Regions from separate parts of the Anser cygnoides genome. Here region 2 is linked to region 1. Evidence: chromatin contacts called from public Hi-C data. All regions are on one chromosome and are shown on one strand. Each heading gives the region's core, a stretch centred on a gene start, on an enhancer-like site or on the middle of the called end of the contact. The rest is flanking DNA. Distances are from core to core; before and after follow the strand shown.

Region 1 (7,874 bases), core at 3,381-5,880:
TTTTTTAATAGCGCCATTGATTTGTGCTATCTCCACTTAACATTTCTCCATCTTTCCACTCATAAGGTAAGAACATCCCCTTATAATGAAAATAAGGTTTTCTTCTAGAGGAGTGCTCATATGCACATAAGGTTTAATAGAACCATAGCGAATAGGGTGGTTAGTGCTCTTACAGACTTCATCCAGATTACAATTTTTCTGTAAATAAGTGTTTTTTACTTTGAGAAGACCACCACTGATGGACTGCCTTCTCCCTTAATGCGGCACAAAACCTCCCTACCAATTTATGTAATCGCTTGCTATCAAAGTCTCTACAGAGAAGTCTGAATGCCCTGCAGGACAGGAGCCCTACGCCCTTACCCCGCCACCAAAACGAAGCCCACCCCCGACCCCCCACAGCCCCGTGCCACCACCACGAACACCCCTCAGGGGGCCCCAAATCCCCTCCTGCACCCCACGACCCCCGAGCCCGGCCAAGAACGGGGGCGGACGAGCGGCCCCCCGGCTCTGCCTCCCGCCGCCACGGGCGGCCGCGGCCCCCCGGAGCCCTCCCCCCGGGGCACCGCCTCGCTCACCCCGGAGCCCCCTCGCCGGGCACGGCCGCCGGATCCCCCTCGACGTCCACCTCCGGCTCCTCCGCCGCCATCACGGCGGCCCCGGGCTCTCGCGAGGCGAAGAGGGACCGGGGGAGGGGGTGGGCAGCATGGCGGCGGCGCACGCGCGGCTCCCGGGGTGAAGCCGCGCCCTGAGGAGAAGCCGGGCGGAGGCGGGGAGATGGCGATGGGGTGAGTGGGGCTGGAAGCCCGTGGGGCCGAGGTGACGGCCGGGCGGGTCCCTGCGTGAGGGAAAGCGGGCTGCCCGGCCCTGAGTCCCGGCCCCGAAGGGATGCGCGCTGGCCGAGGGGCCTTGTTGTGGTGCAGAGGTGCCTTTCGCCTCCAGCCGCATGGTCACGTCTGTTAATAGAATCATAGAATCCTAGAATCATTAAGGTTGGAAAAGCCCTCCCAGATCATCTAGTCCAACCACCACCCTACCACCAATGTCACCCACTAAACCATGTCCCTAAGCACCACGTCCAACCTTCCCTTGAACGCCCCCAGGGACGGTGACGCCACCACCTCCCTGGCCAACGCATCCCAATGCCTGACTGCTCTTTCTGAGGAGAAATGTCTCCGAATTTCCAACCTGAACCTCCCCTGGTGCAACTTGAGGCCATTCCCTCTGGTCCTGTCACTGGTTACCTGTGAGAAGAGGCCGACTCCCAGCTCCCCGCACCTTCCTTTCAGGTACCTGTAGAGAGCGATGAGGTCTCTCATCTGGGAGATGGCAGCAGAAGGGCGTTGTGCTCCTTAAAGCATTGTAACGTGGCCATAAAAATCCCAGTTTTATTCCCACGTGCTTTTAAACGTGTTCCGTTTTGCAAGAAGCATTTGGCCCTTCATGTGATGGCGCTTCTGTTCACGTAGTGAAGGGAAGCGTGAAAGGCCGACTGTCACTGAAGAAAATGACCACAGAACACTCAAGAACATGTTTCTGTTCCAAGAGATGGCAATACAAATACTTTGCCTTGAACCAATAAATTCTGTTGCAGCCTTTTTATTCTGAACATCTTTGTGCTGGAATCAATTTGAAAGTGAAATTAATAAACAGAAAATGTGGTAGGTTGATTTCATTCTCTCTGCTCAAAAATACAAAAACAAACTAAATGCTGTAACGAAAGACAGAAAATTGATTTTTTATAGTCCCAGGTTATGTTAAAGTCACGAGATAGGGTATAACATACGTGCAAAGAGGGGCCAGGCCAATATTGAACGTTAGTGCAGCACCCAGTAGTGCCCTGAAGACAGCAACACTCTGGTAGCAAAGTTTTGGGGCCCCACCACTCCCCTGGTTGGATTATATCAAGCCTTGTGACAGGATTTATTAGCACGAAGAAGTAGCTGTAGTAAATCTGAACGTGACAGATGCTATGTTTAAGATATGGCTTTTGGCTTTTTCCGTGGCCTCTTTTGATTACAGACTTAATTCTGCCTGTCCTAACATAATTCTCAGTCATACTGGGCAACAGCGCTACCCAAATTATTTTAAAGAATAATTCTGCATTTGCATTTAAAATGTTTGCTTTGCATATTCATCTTGTTATTAACATTTTCTTTTTCAAAAGTGTGACAATTTGGGCCTGATTTTCTGTTCTGTTAGATTCTGCTACTTGCAGCGGGGTCTTTTTGAGACTGTTAGCAGCCAGTAGGTTTGCTTTTTCTCCTTGTGACCAGTTTATGAGGGAATTTACAGCATTTAAATGACCGGCCTTGCAAGCACAATGCAACGGAGTGTCCTTGCTGTTGTCTAAGGCATTGATGGCTGCCCCGTAACTCAGTAACAAATTTATCAAGTCACTGTGTCCATATTCCGCTGCAATATGCAGTGCAGTCTTTCTCCATATGTTTCTGTCATCAATATTCTTATTTTTCCCTGATGTCAGAAGAAGTTTTACAATCTCCGTGTTTCCTTTGATGGCCGCATAGTGCATTGGAGTACATCCATCCATGTCCTTAACCCCAAGTCTTCCTTTTGTAGCCAACAGAACTCTGACGACGCTGAGATGTCCTCTCTCAGCTGCAGCGTGCAGGGGGGTCCTTTTCTCTTTGTCTTGTGCGTTGGGGTCAGCGTTAGCATTCAGAAGCATCTCCACCATTGTTTTGTCTCCTTTTTCAGAAGCATAATGTAAAGGTGATTTTGACTGCCTATCCTTAGCATTAACACTGGCTTTGTGGTGCAGCAGCTCTTGGGCAACTTCAGTGTTACCTCTCTGACTTGCAACATGCAGAGGAGTCACCAGCTCTTTAGTGACAGCATTAACTTTGGCCCCAGCATTAACTAACAGGCTAACTAATGCTGCTTTATTATGCAGTGCAGCGACATGGAGCGGGGTTTCATCAGCCTGATTCGTAAGGTTAACTTCCATCCCTTTGCGCAGGAGCAGATTTGTGATGGGGGCAGCCCCGGCCTGAACTGCCAAGTGCAAAGCTGAGTCTGAAGCAGGAGTCTTTATTCCCAAGTTTGCTCCCTTTTCGATTAGAACTTGTGCGGACTCAGCCTTGCCTGTTTCGCATGCCAGGAGTAAAGGAGTGTACTGCATTTCGTTGTAGGCGTTCACATCTGTACCTCGGTCAGCTAAAGCCGCTACAACACCGTGCAGATTTTTCTGTACAGCTTTAAAAAGAGTTGACTCCATCAAGTCAGATGGCAGATCTTTAGAATATCCTAGCAGCATTTTGAAGATGGATGGGTGGTTGCTGTTGAAGGCTCTTTCAGCCATACTGGAATCAACCCTGGCTCCGGCCTCTAGCAGTACTTTTGCAGTGTTTTCAAACCCACGAGAAAGAGCGTAACTGAGAGCGGTCTGTCCTCGTCCGTCCTTCCCATCAATGGAGGCACCGCTCTTTAAAAGCATTTTCACCAGACTGCTGTCATCTTTAAGAGCTGCCCTGTGCAAAAAGTTGTGCTGGTTCCTGTAGCTTCTTGCCTCTTCTCTCAGGAGCACCTTCAGTATGTGACCGTGGCTGTTCTGCGCGGCCACATGAAGCGGCATCTTGCCTTCTTTATCAAAGCTGTACATGGAAGCGCCGCACCGCAGAAGCACTTTCACCGCATCACCGTGGCCCTTCTCAGCAGCCCTGTGCAGTGGTGTTCTTCCTTTCTTGTCCTTCACATCTGGCTTAGCACCTTTGCTGATCAAATATTCCATTATTGCTAGGTGTCCATTAGTGGCTGCAACATGCAGAAGGGTTTCTCTTGAGGAGTTTAGTGCGTTAATATCATTATCTTTCAGTGTTTTCTCTAACTCAGAAAGACAGCCCTTAGCAGCTGCACCAAAGATGCCTCTATCAGACTGACCTTTTCTAGGTTTTGCTGCTCTTGAAAGTTGGGTTTCTCTTTTCCTGGTCTTAATAGCCCAATCTTGCTTTTTTCTTCTAGGACTCACATTTTTTTCCTGGTGCCGTTCACTGCTATTTTCAAACCAAACCTTGTCTTTTTCGAGTAAGTATCCTACCAATTGTCTTCTTGCATCTCTGATACTTTCATTAACTTCGCTGACATATTTTCTCATCTCGTTATAAAGTTTTGGCTCCACCTGCTTTAAACAAGGATAAAAAAAGAGCCTGCAGGCTCGTTCGCCTTGAGAAATCAGTATGTCTAAAACTCGGGAGTTCTTTTCTGTTCGTGTCCTGTAGAAACTCATGACCATCTTTTTTTCTGGGGAAAAAATACCATTGTCTATCAGCCAGTTCAGCAGGTGGTCTGGGTCATTTATGCCTTCTATTAGCTCCTCTCTTTTAATTCGTAGGACTTCAATTGCATATGGGTTTGTAAACAGGCTGGTTGAATGCATGGTCACGTTGATAAGCGAAGAGAACTGAGCTGTTGTTCGACGTTTGGAGTTAAGTACGAAGTAGCAAAGTGGGATCACATCACTGCATGCAGTCTTTTTTTATAGAACTATGAACCAGCAGTTGTTGTAGTTCAGTGATAAGTCTTTACAGAATGAGAAAGAAAGCAAAACTCTCTCACCTTTAGTTTTCCAGTTTTGTTAGAAGTCCTTTGATCTTCTCTGTTCTCCCCTAGCAACAAGTGACGTTTAATAACAAAACAAAAATCGGTGATTTATAAAGATAGTCCACTCGGAAGACTTCTTCCAGACTTTTAAATGTAAAATAAGGGAGGAAAAAAATGCTTCTGTGAAGCTGGTGTTTTAATACAAGGTTTGGGTTTATCAGGTTCCTTTGGGCCAAGCTGTTTCTTGTAGGTGCCGAAATGGCCAGTCTTTTAGACATGACAAAAGAAAATCAGCAGCGTAGTTACAGTTGCTATGATTGCATACTTTGTACTGTCTTAAATGAAAGAGTACACGTTGCCAGCTATGTAGGTGAAAGCCCTGTAATGTAATGAAATGAAAACATGAAGATCGAGATAAAAATAAGCTGTCTAAGGCAGCTGGCTATAAAAAGCGTTCCAGCCTTTCTATTACGAGTTACAACTTCAGTCTGTGAGGTGTGTTTGACTTTAAGGTTATTTAGCTTGTCATTCTTAAAACCTGCCTGGAACATAATTCTTTTACATGAGGTGGATCAAGGTGTGTGATTCAGTACACAACGTTTAAAGTATAATTAAGTAAGGCTTCAAATCTGTGAATATGTATAGTCCTCCGTATGGGTGTAGGACCTTTGAATCTAGCTGTAATTAATTTAACTTATTGGTGTATAAATCCCTCACGGAGAGAAGCAAATACAGTAATAATCATCTGCATATTTGGAAAACAATTGACAGAGAAATTAAGATGACAGGATTCTGTAAGAGCAAGAAGTAAAATGAGTTGAAAAACTGACAGCTTGACCTTATTTAAGCAAATGGGAAATTTTGCCATCTGTTTCTTTACTCAGTGCCCTTTCTATCGGGTCCTGCTACCTTTGCGTGTATTTTCTTTAATAGTATGTACAATGTGACTGATAAGATTTTTTTTTTTTTTGAAGTTGACTTTATATGTAAGACTACAAAAATTACTATATTAAAAAAAATAAAGATTTATTAAATAAATAGCCAGGAAAATCAAGACTTTAATGTATGTTTTGAAAGCCAGCCAGTTACCAAGTCAGCAAATTTGACAGCCAATTTAAGAGCCCAATAATTCCTCTGAAATGCAAAGGAGGGCACTGCACCAAGAACAGCAAAACTTTTGTCATTTAGTTAATCATTGTTAACACTTAACATGGAAAACTCGAGTTTATTGTAAGGAGTCAGAGGTCTGAATTGTGCTCCCAAAACTGCTAATGACTCAGTCTGTGATCTGCAAATCATTTAATCTTCAGGCCTGACTCAACAAAGTACTGAAGATATATCTGTCTTGAGTAAATTAATAGTCCTTACTCAAAGGTTGCTGGAATGGGATCTTTATGCCTTCACTGTCATTGTTCCACTGCAAAACAGAGGTAGCGACGCTTGATTTCCCTCACAGGAAAGTTTTGAGCTCTATCAAGGGAAAATGTCACGTGAGTGCTAAGCAGTATCGTTAATAGAGAAAGCACACAAAAAATTTGAAACTCCGGAAAAAATTAAAAACAGAAATTGTGATATTCTTTAAGAGTCTAGTAGTACGGCAGTAATTTCCTAATGTGCTGAGTACAGAAATTGTCCTACTAAACTGTGCTAATTACAGGGTGCAGTACTCTTAACTGGCCTTGAGGAGGAACATTTGAACAATATATGCACGCAAGGTCTCTTTTAGAGCCACTGTGAGACTTTATTTTTGGAAAATAACATGCAGTAAATTACTTGTTACTAGATGCAAATCCTAGGCTTCAAAACATAATTTTGCATATTTTTTTAAAAAGTTCTTTATATGCATGTGACATGAGGAAATTCTCTGTTAAAACAAGAACCGTGTTTGTCAAGAAAATTTTGGAAGCGGGTTGTACGGATTAATTTTCAGAAATTACATTTGAAAATTCTTTATTTTTTAATTAGTGTTTTAAGTACTTTTAGAATTAAGTCTTTGTTCCAGTAATGACCTCAAAAAAGAATAAAAACCCAAGCAGCTGAGAAGAAAAGATATTCATGATGGGCTATTTGAAGCACGCGTTCTGTTTATATCTTTTGAACTTATTAACTCTACTTATTTGAAATATAAGTGTGTTAGGGAAGGAAGCTATATTAAAGTTCCACATCTCCACATCCTTTAATTAAGTGCATGAGACCACACACGTGTAGGATCACCAGGAAGCTCTTCATTAAAAATCAGAATGGCAAAACTTAATAATACTAAGGCAGATCTTGGGCCTTCCTTATTATCTTTTACTTGTATCTGTTGTCTAAGGGGCATAAGGAGATTTTTTCCTTGCTAAATGCTTTACAGGTCAGTTTCATTTTTGCTGGGATCTTTAGCTCAACATATCCAAGGGCTTTTCCTTATTAAGTTATTTTTAATAGAAAGGGAAATGGTAGATTTTGCTTCTGTCTTCTTTGTAACATAGCACTTTGGGATCTTTGTGTTCAGCAGTATGGAGATGGAGCAGATCAGCATGCAAACGTTGAGGAACTTCTGTGCTTTCCTCCAGAAGGGCATAGGATACGCTTCTGGCTGGGACTAGGGCAGGTTCAGCTTCAGTGGGATCCTCGGAGAAACATAGGTGTGCTGCTGGTATTTTAATTAGGTGTTGCCAAGAAGCCTGTAGTGAGCAGATTATCTTGACAGATATACTGAAATTCTTTACCATAAGCTCTCATGTCATTGTTAAATACAGAAGCAAGACTCTGTGTAAATGTAAATTTACATAGAAAAGACCTAATTTGGATAGATCTGTGTATGCTCTGTGGGAGGGTGTCAGCTGAGAGCGGCATGACAGGGTTTAGAGCAGGCCTGGAAAAGGGCAGGTGATGCTATTGATAGAGAAGGTCTGCATTTTGGCCTCTGCTGAGTAATTTCAGTTAGGGAGCATCTAATCACCATTTTAACCCAGCTGTCGCTGGTCGGAGAAAGGAGGCTTGAGCCAGTTATTTCGTACGTGGAATCTCAGTTTTGCTACTTGTGTCCTTGGGCAAATCACTTAATCTCAGTGCCCTGTTTACACAAGCATTAAAAAAGGAAAATTTTTTCTACCTCACAGACATGTCCTGTGTGTTTATTAATGGTGGTGCAGCGCTTTGAAGTTCCAGAGCGCTTTGAAGTTTCTGTCCTTTGAAGTATTGTTTTCTGCCTTCTCAGAGATGAACATTTATTTCTTAAATTAACACGTGCCCGTGTTTTCCAGCCTATTTTATGTTGCAATGCCACCATCAAACAGACGTTTAATTTTCTTTATTTTAATTTCTCAGAGATG
Region 2 (7,874 bases), core at 3,299-5,798, 290 kb after region 1:
AAAGCTGAGAAATTTAAATGCTTGTCTCTCTCTGCCAAGCACACAATGAGCTTTCAATCAGTTTGAGAATATTTAGTGTATTTTTTTTTCACTTTTTGAAAGCCACAATAAATATATGAAAACATTTTTACTTTCCTTCAGCTGAATTCAGTGGGCAGTATTCACATATGTGTGGAAATCCTCTCGTGGTGGGAGTTAGGTCACGCATACAAGCACCACCACTTAGAGAGTCAAACAGCTGAGATGTGGCCGTAGCTGATAGCAGGATGCTTTCACAAAAGTGCTAAGAAAAGTACCCTCTGTCTTGTTGCTGTTTACTGACATGTGATACTGGTTGACATCTGTTGCCCTTCTCATTTGAGGACTGTTTGCTTTACTGACTTTAACATTTCCACATTGCTATGCTGTTGAAGTGCAGATACACAAATCTCCTTGGAGTCCCCAAGGTCCTTTTATGAGAAGCAGAGCTGCCATCATTTGATATCATCCTGCTGGCTGCTTTTTATATTGGAGTTGAGAGAAATAATTCTGTTGCTGTTAAATGTTCTTGGTGGAGTGCTATGTCTATTGCTATATGTTGTCATACATTTGATGTATTATCAGATTAGTACATGCCGTTATGGTAGTGTTTGGTTCATTGTCACGTTAGATGATTTGTAGTCATTTTATATCACTTGAAATTATTACAGGTAAAAACTTGTCTAAGAAAATGTCAAAGTTTGTAGTAGCGGGTCATACAGCTACTAAAATGACAGATGATAGTAGTCCATAATCATAATGCAATATTCTCAGTTAATGTAAATCAGCGTTGCTCCAGGACTGCAGGGGACTGACACCAGTTTACTCCAGTGCCCTGATCCAATCAAGCACTTAGGTACATCATTTAACTTTCAAGTAGGCCAGAAGTTCAGCTGAAGACAAGCAGGACTGCCCATCTGCTGAAGTACTTCACTGGATCGGAGCCCAAACAGGAATCTGACACACAGTTCACTTGCAGATGACACATCTTGAAATGATAAAGGCTATTATGGCTCTTGCAATTGGCTCATATTATTACCCATTCAGAAATGACTTGTGGATGCTATAGGTAATAGTATACAAAGGCAGTGTCTTTTGTTCAGTGCTGTCCTTTCTGTGCAAACTTAGCATGCTCCAATTTAAATGTCATCCAGTGCACAAATGTTCAGATTTGGAATTTCTCAGTAACTTTAATGACAAGGAAAGGCAGCTGCAGTAAGTCTGTGTGATACGTGGACTACAACAGAGCTGTACCCATTTACATTAGCTGAGTATCTGGCACAGAACTACTGAAGTTGGAGGCAACAATCTCAGAAATCTAATACCTAAAGATATGGCCATATTATTTTTCTAAAAGTGAGTAATGAAATACCGTGCTAATGAAATGACATGAAGTGTGGCCTTCCATGTGGGCATCGGTGAAAGTCATTGTGTTGGCATATCAGTGTGACTTATCTGTTTATTAATTCTGTCTGAGAACGGTGATAAAGATTTTATTACTTATTCTTAAATTTATGAGGGTGGACTGAAAAGGCACCTCAATGGTGCTTGAACGACCCAAGAAATCTGTTTAGTTTTCTGTGTTTATGTTGAAGATGCAGTCAGGTTTGCACATTGGTGTCCTTCCACTGACTTCACCTGACTTTTACATCTTGCTTGTGCATGCCCGCTGACCATGTTAGAAGCAGCCATATGTATGTAAATAAAATCTGTTCTGTGGGCTCAGCACTTAGATTGTCATGCCTTTTAGCTTTTAATAAACTCACATCAGCTGATGTTGGCAAAGAATAGGAGGCAGCGTTTTGTTAATCTGCAGCAATTGAGACTCTTACTTGACCAGGAGTATTCTTCTCATCTGTCAGTAAACCCAAGACCTGGCAAACAGGAGAAGATATGCTGACTAGAATAATTCAGATTCTGCTGTTGCACATTTATGGAACAAGCCCCGATATGACCATGGCTGTGGAGTTTATGTACAATTAGTTGATTTTTTTTTTCAAGCAGACTAAGACTGAACAGCTTGTAGAACAAATTGTGTTTTTAATATTGCTACCTTAACGTTATTCTAGCTTGCTGGCCTTGTCTTGAGGAAAACCATAAATATGAGGAAGCCATAAATGTGTCTTTATAGTAGACAGATGCTTTCTGTAAAACCTACAGTGATCCATCTCCTTTCTATTTTAAGGCCAGGTTTTACCCACATGCTCAAAAACATGGCTGAAGTCATTTGGACCTTGGACTCCCCTTCTGTCCAGGCCATGTAGGCAGGGAAGAGCGTGATAGCAATATTTTATGGGAGGTTTGAGTACAAAGGAGGATACCATGCATCCTTTGTAACTGTCAGTGGCCAGCAAGGTCCTTTTCAGAGTGTCTTGCTTAAATAATGTTTGAGATGTCAAACAAGTTAAAGTCTCCATGCCCTCACCTCTTCAATAGCTGAGCAGAACAACCTTCAAGTTATGCACTAGAGAATTGGAAACTCAATCTGGCTACATTGTGAGATTAATTTTCCATCTGGGATTTGCACTCTTGCTATGTCAGCGCAGGGGATCAGACTGTTCTGCAGCAAAGCACGAGCATGTAGAGTCAGTGCACTGGCTGTCTGAAGAGCTCGTGGTCTTTTTATGGTAAAGTTTTGAAGAATGTCTTGATCACTTACTTACGGGATTTGATGCCAGTAGGTTGTATCACCTGGACATACTTTTGCCATACTATATCTGATGGTTTTTTACCATGTAAGTACTACCTCATCCTTTCTACTAAAGGTGCCTAGAGGGTTTTGTTTCTCAAAATTTGCTCGATCAATGTAGCTTAATAAGACTCTTACCATCTAAACATTTCCAATGCATTTCATTTCACTATGGTTTATGTTAAATAGATATTTCTTTATTCTCTTTTATATAATCATGGATTGGAAGTGTTAGAGATCCCATAAGCCCTATTAGTTTTATTAGCAAGAAAAGCCAGTTGCTTTATTAGCATACTGGCATCCCTCATCTTCAGCGTTGGAATCCAGCTCTTATTCTCCTTTCTTCGTCTTGCTAAGTCATAGGTTCTTGCTTCCTTGATTTCTTAGATATAGACGTAGATCACTCCCAACCCTTGCTTGCTTTTGTGTTCTGAAGCAACTTTTCACACCCACAGTGCTTAAATATTTTTAATGCACAATTTAATACTGGAAATTGGACAGTGACCCGTAGAGAGAATCCAGATAAAATTGCTGTATGGTTCTGATTTGTTTTTATTGGGACAAGTGTCCACGTAGCGATTAGCAGACCATAATTGTCACTCTTGAAGGAAATATAAGCAGAAAGGCTAACCACTAACTGGGCATAGAAAAGCATAACTTGCAGATTTTTGCACAAAGATATTCCTCCAGGTTAGGGTTGAAAAACACCAGGGGACCATGAATAAGGAGGAGCGCTGTGCCCGTATCTTGCTGTGCCTTATGGGAGTGGATAAGCAGCAAAAATGAGTTGCGTTGTTATCTTTCACAAGTGCAGTTTTCAGCTAAGAATAATTTATAGGGAATATACTTCATGTGTAATAGTCCTAGGGGTTGCATTCCCCTGAACATTACTAACCTTCAGTACATGATGTTTTTGACCCACGTAGGGCCTCTTTGTGTGGGAACCTTCTAAAAGTTGTTGTTTTTCACGCAGCTTCCAGATAGCCCTTTACCAGGCAGAGATCTCAGGAAGGAGCGTGGGTGTGGAAGGGCTGAGGGGAGCACCTTGCTTTGCCGAGGAACGGAGTAAAGTGACGTGGCAGTGCAGGCTGAGGAACGGTTACATCTCACCTGCACAGCTGTGTTGCTTCTTCTGGAGTTCTGGAAGCAGAACTGTCCCTAGGGGACCTTCCAAAGCAAAACACTCTGGGAAAGAAAAACGACTTCTAATCAGTATTTTTTTTCTCCGAAGAATCTCTCCAGGACAAGAATGTGTATGGAGGGCCATACTGTCACCCAGCCCAACCTCTCCCTCCTGGAACTGGGGGCTGAAGAATGATAGTGTGTTGCATTTGGAAGGTCCTTCATTGCCCAGCCCTGTAGCTCACAACTATGTTAAACTCCTTGGATATATTCAGCAAAGTATTTCTGAGTCTAGCAGCCTCGTGTCAGGCTCCTTTTGCTTTCAAAACGTCTGGTAAGAATTTTTGCAAAATTTTCCCAGATTGGCTTCTCCCTGTCTGTTGTCATTAAATAGTTGAGGTATTGAATCCTGTATCTTTAGACTGGACTGGGGGAAACTGTGTTTGAGCGTCCTACAGCTGATAAATTGGATGTGTTAGCCTCGAGGATGGAAGCTGGCACTTAGCTTAGGTGAAAGAGATGAGTAATGGCCCTAAAGATGCTAAGCTGTTTGAAGCTCTTCTAATAAATGGGGTCTTTTTGTGATGAGCTATCCTCACTTTCTTTGACTGTTTGGTATAAAAGCTTTGTATATACAAGCACATTACTCACTATTTACTGGCTGTGGTTGTAAGGCTGTTTAATTTTGCAATGGTCCCATCTAAGGGATGATTCTTGTACTGCATGGAAGGGAGACGAGGCAAGCTTTGCTTTTCGTTTTGTTTGTGTGACTCTGCCCCCATGGAAACACCGTGTAGCCAGCACATTTGCCATAGGACACAAAATGCCAAACTTGCGGCTTTCTGGATGGGGAAGTTCCACTCATCCCAGAGAAGACCCAGGGGACAGGCATGGAAAGAGACTAAAGGAAACATGAGAAAGAATGTAGTTATGGTGGAGAATGGGGCTTTTTGGGTATAAAATACCCAGTATCCCTACCATCTCCCTCTGCCTACATCCCTATTCCCACTCTGATTTTTTTTCCCTGTTGTGTTCTTGCCAGCTTCTTGTTTGTGCCTCTCTTTTTTTTTTCTTTTCACTTTTTTGCTTTTCTCATCTGTTGATTCTTCTTCTCCTATTTTATATTATTCCTATTCTGTTCTCTCTTACTTTCTCTACTCTTTCCATATCTTAGCCCCATGCCCACATCCTCACATAGCAAAAAGCAAAGAGGAAGGGGAGGTTGGGGGCTCATTCAGTGTGCTCGTTCCTCAGGTCTGCTCTCAAGGCCTGTAGTACTTCGGTTAAGCATTGTGGTGCATTTTGCTTTTTTTATGGGTACAGCGTATCCATATAGCACTGATTAGGGTATGCCAGTGTTCTTGGACTGGAAGAGGAAAGATTTATGGTGGCATTGATTGCAGTGCTAAAATAAACTGCCCTCCCTTAGCCAGAGGAATACGAGTTTGGAAATGCCAGCGTTTTATACACAAAATGAAGGACACTGGTTAGGGAAGCCAGCTGCCTAGGTTAGCTGTTCAAGATCTGAAAATGGCAAGTCTTTAAAAGCAAAGAGCCAGAAAAAGTCATTTATATTAAAACAAACTCTGTCATGAGTCATTTGCCTTCTTTTTCTCTTACACACAGAGTTTGTCTCAGACCTTCTAAGGCCTGAGTAACATCTGATACTCTTTAGGCTGAGCTGGCTCTAATAGGAGCGGGCTCCTGCTTCCAGTTACAGTGTACCACTTACCAGTCACAGCGTACCACGTAGAGCTCTTATTTAATGTGGGTCTTGTGTTTACAGGCTATAACTATTACTTTTTTGGTCATTTTTATGGTAATAGAAAAGATTGTTTGCCAGTGATTCAGTCCCAGCCATACTGATGAATGGGTTGGTGTCCTGAGCAGCGGCAGCAAAGAGTGGCCTGAGAGGGGCTTTTACTTTTTGCCTCGTTCATTTTTCTCCTGCAGCTTCAGCCATGCCCCAGGGTCACAAAAAGCTGGTCACTGTGGATGGTGTGGGAGTGGAGAGCTTGAACACATGTGGAGCAGAGTTTGTTCCCCAGGGGCTAGGGTGTAACTTCGCAACACACTCTGATTAGGGAACATCACGTAGTACGTCTCCCTATAGGAAAATGAGAGGGAGCCACATGAAGCTGAGAACTGTAATCAGCACCTCCTTTGCCTTCTGGAAGGAGATTCATCTCCTTTTCACGGGGCAGCACTTGGCCAGTTTCTCAGGTCAACACAGACAGGTATGGATGCAGGTGCCTGGCAATTCCTCCCTTACCACTACCTTATTCTAACCATATCACTGAGCGTTGCTTTACAACTCTCACACAGCTTGCATATGAGCTGTGTGTGGTTTTTCTCCCCTTTTACTTTAGAAGAGACGACACCAAAGCATACACTATCTGAAAAACACAGCCTCTCCCTTTTCTTCTTCCCCTCCCCTCTGTTCCCATGTTTTGGTTCAAATATTTTACCAGGTGCTACAGGTGGGAAAATAGGTTAACTGCAGCTAGAAAATACGAAAGGTGTATGAGTCTTTCACGTTTAGTTAACTGCTTGTGCCAAGGCCCACACAGACCTGGGAGGGGAAGTTGAAACCCTGCCAAATGTCAGAAAAGCTTTGTCCCACTTAAAAGTTTACAGGGAAAGTGTTTGAGCATCCCCAGCTTGCTTGGGAAAGGATAACCTTCCAGCCCACTGCTAAAAGTGACCTCACCTTAATTAAGCAGCATGACTCTTGTTCCCCCTAGTGGCTAATTACACAGGATCTGTTTCACATGAGCATTTCATTTGGCTGCCTTTAAACTTTACTGCCTAAATTTTCCTCCCATACACATTTTTGCTGTATTTTGTAACTTTCTTAATTTGTCCTAATGTGGGCAGTTGCAATTTTTTTGATGGTGACTTCAGGAAGCAGGCAAATATGCAGTGGATAATACTTTATATCTGCAACACAGGAATAGGATTTAGGGATGGAGAGGAGAGTTTCTGTACATTTTCTACCCAAGTGTGCCTGACTTTTTCTGCAGCATTAGCAGTAAGGGTTAAAGAAGAAGGGCTTTTCTGTGTTTATCAGCATCCCAGTTCATATTGTAACTCCTTAAGTATGAGCAGATACCAATGTCCAGAAATGTTAAAACACCTCAAATCTGCAGACTTGTTTAATGTCTTAGAGATAAGAAATGGATTGCTTTATGGATCAAACAAATACCATATAAACTGTAGCATAGTATTTCTTACCGACGGGAAAAAAGAGCTGTGTTTGCCAATGTAATTCCTATTAGCAGCCTGGTAGTAGGAGATAATACATATGCTGAGTGAAGTTCTGTTATCAGCTGTACTACTTCAAATGTAACATAGACCACTGTAGTACCAAGTTCTTCTGAGTTTACTTTGGTGTAAATAAGAGCAGAATTTTGTGAATGAGCAAACAATAGATGTTACCTGACTTGAGAATCAGAGAACGTGGGTTTATTCCCAGCTTTGCCACTGATTCTGTCTCTGGCTTTGGGCAAATTGTTTGACTTTTTCCTTTATTCAGCTGATTTGTGAAGTAGACCTAGTAATGTTTAAGTACATTATAGGCTAGCTTTATAGTAACATTAAAGGTGATAGAATGAAAAGTGCAAAGAGTGGTGGTGTTAATGATACTGCTCTGGTGGATTAAAAGAAGTAAGAGTGGAAAGGCGAGTAGATGCTGACCCACTTGCACTTAATCAGAAAATCTTTTGACTTCACTGGAAAACAAAAGCTTACATTAGAACTGTAACTAGTTTATTATATGTGGTAATTTTCATTGCTAATATATAATATGAAAGATGGCTCATACAGTGTGGCATGAATACCACTCAGAAGTTTGTATCAGGTTTTAATATTAATATTTACAGCATTCATGACCTTTAAAGGTTGTGTTATACATCTATGATGAAATGCACTTCATATGCAAAACTCTTGTTTAAAGTAAATATTTAGGTAGGAAAGGGAGACCACATCCTTTAAAGCACAAATTTGGTCACAGCTTGTAATGGCAATTCCTCAGAAACAGCAAAGG

Evidence for each region. A called contact is a pair of places that touch in the nucleus more often than the background predicts.
Region 2: a contact with region 1 is called in a Hi-C map of liver, with 4 times the contacts expected there. The contact joins the enhancer-like site here to the promoter of LOC106032925 in region 1. A contact is called at or near these places in 5 of 7 Hi-C or Micro-C datasets (fetal liver, granulosa cells and liver).

What each region holds. Positions count from the first base shown.
Region 1 is chr8:29,618,167-29,626,040 of Taihu_goose_T2T_genome, forward strand. It overlaps LOC106032925 (CARD- and ANK-domain containing inflammasome adapter protein-like), which reads right to left and starts at 4,631. Exons shown (of 1, transcript XM_048061972.2): 1 at 1,304-4,631. The coding sequence starts at 4,393. The coding sequence ends at 2,132. LOC125182582 (a long non-coding RNA gene) reads left to right here and starts at 649. Exons shown (of 3, transcript XR_010833330.1): 1 at 649-785; 2 at 7,870-7,874. MYSM1 (Myb like, SWIRM and MPN domains 1) reads right to left here and starts at 875. Exons shown (of 20, transcript XM_048061970.2): 1 at 576-875. The coding sequence starts at 646.
Region 2 is chr8:29,904,618-29,912,491 of Taihu_goose_T2T_genome, forward strand. The region is part of intron 17 of FGGY (FGGY carbohydrate kinase domain containing); the gene reads left to right. Among named protein-coding and RNA genes, the nearest start is that of HOOK1, 34 kb to the right of the region's middle. Within about 2 kb of position 4,549, at least 1 of the 3 cell types and tissues checked has open chromatin away from gene starts, as enhancers often do.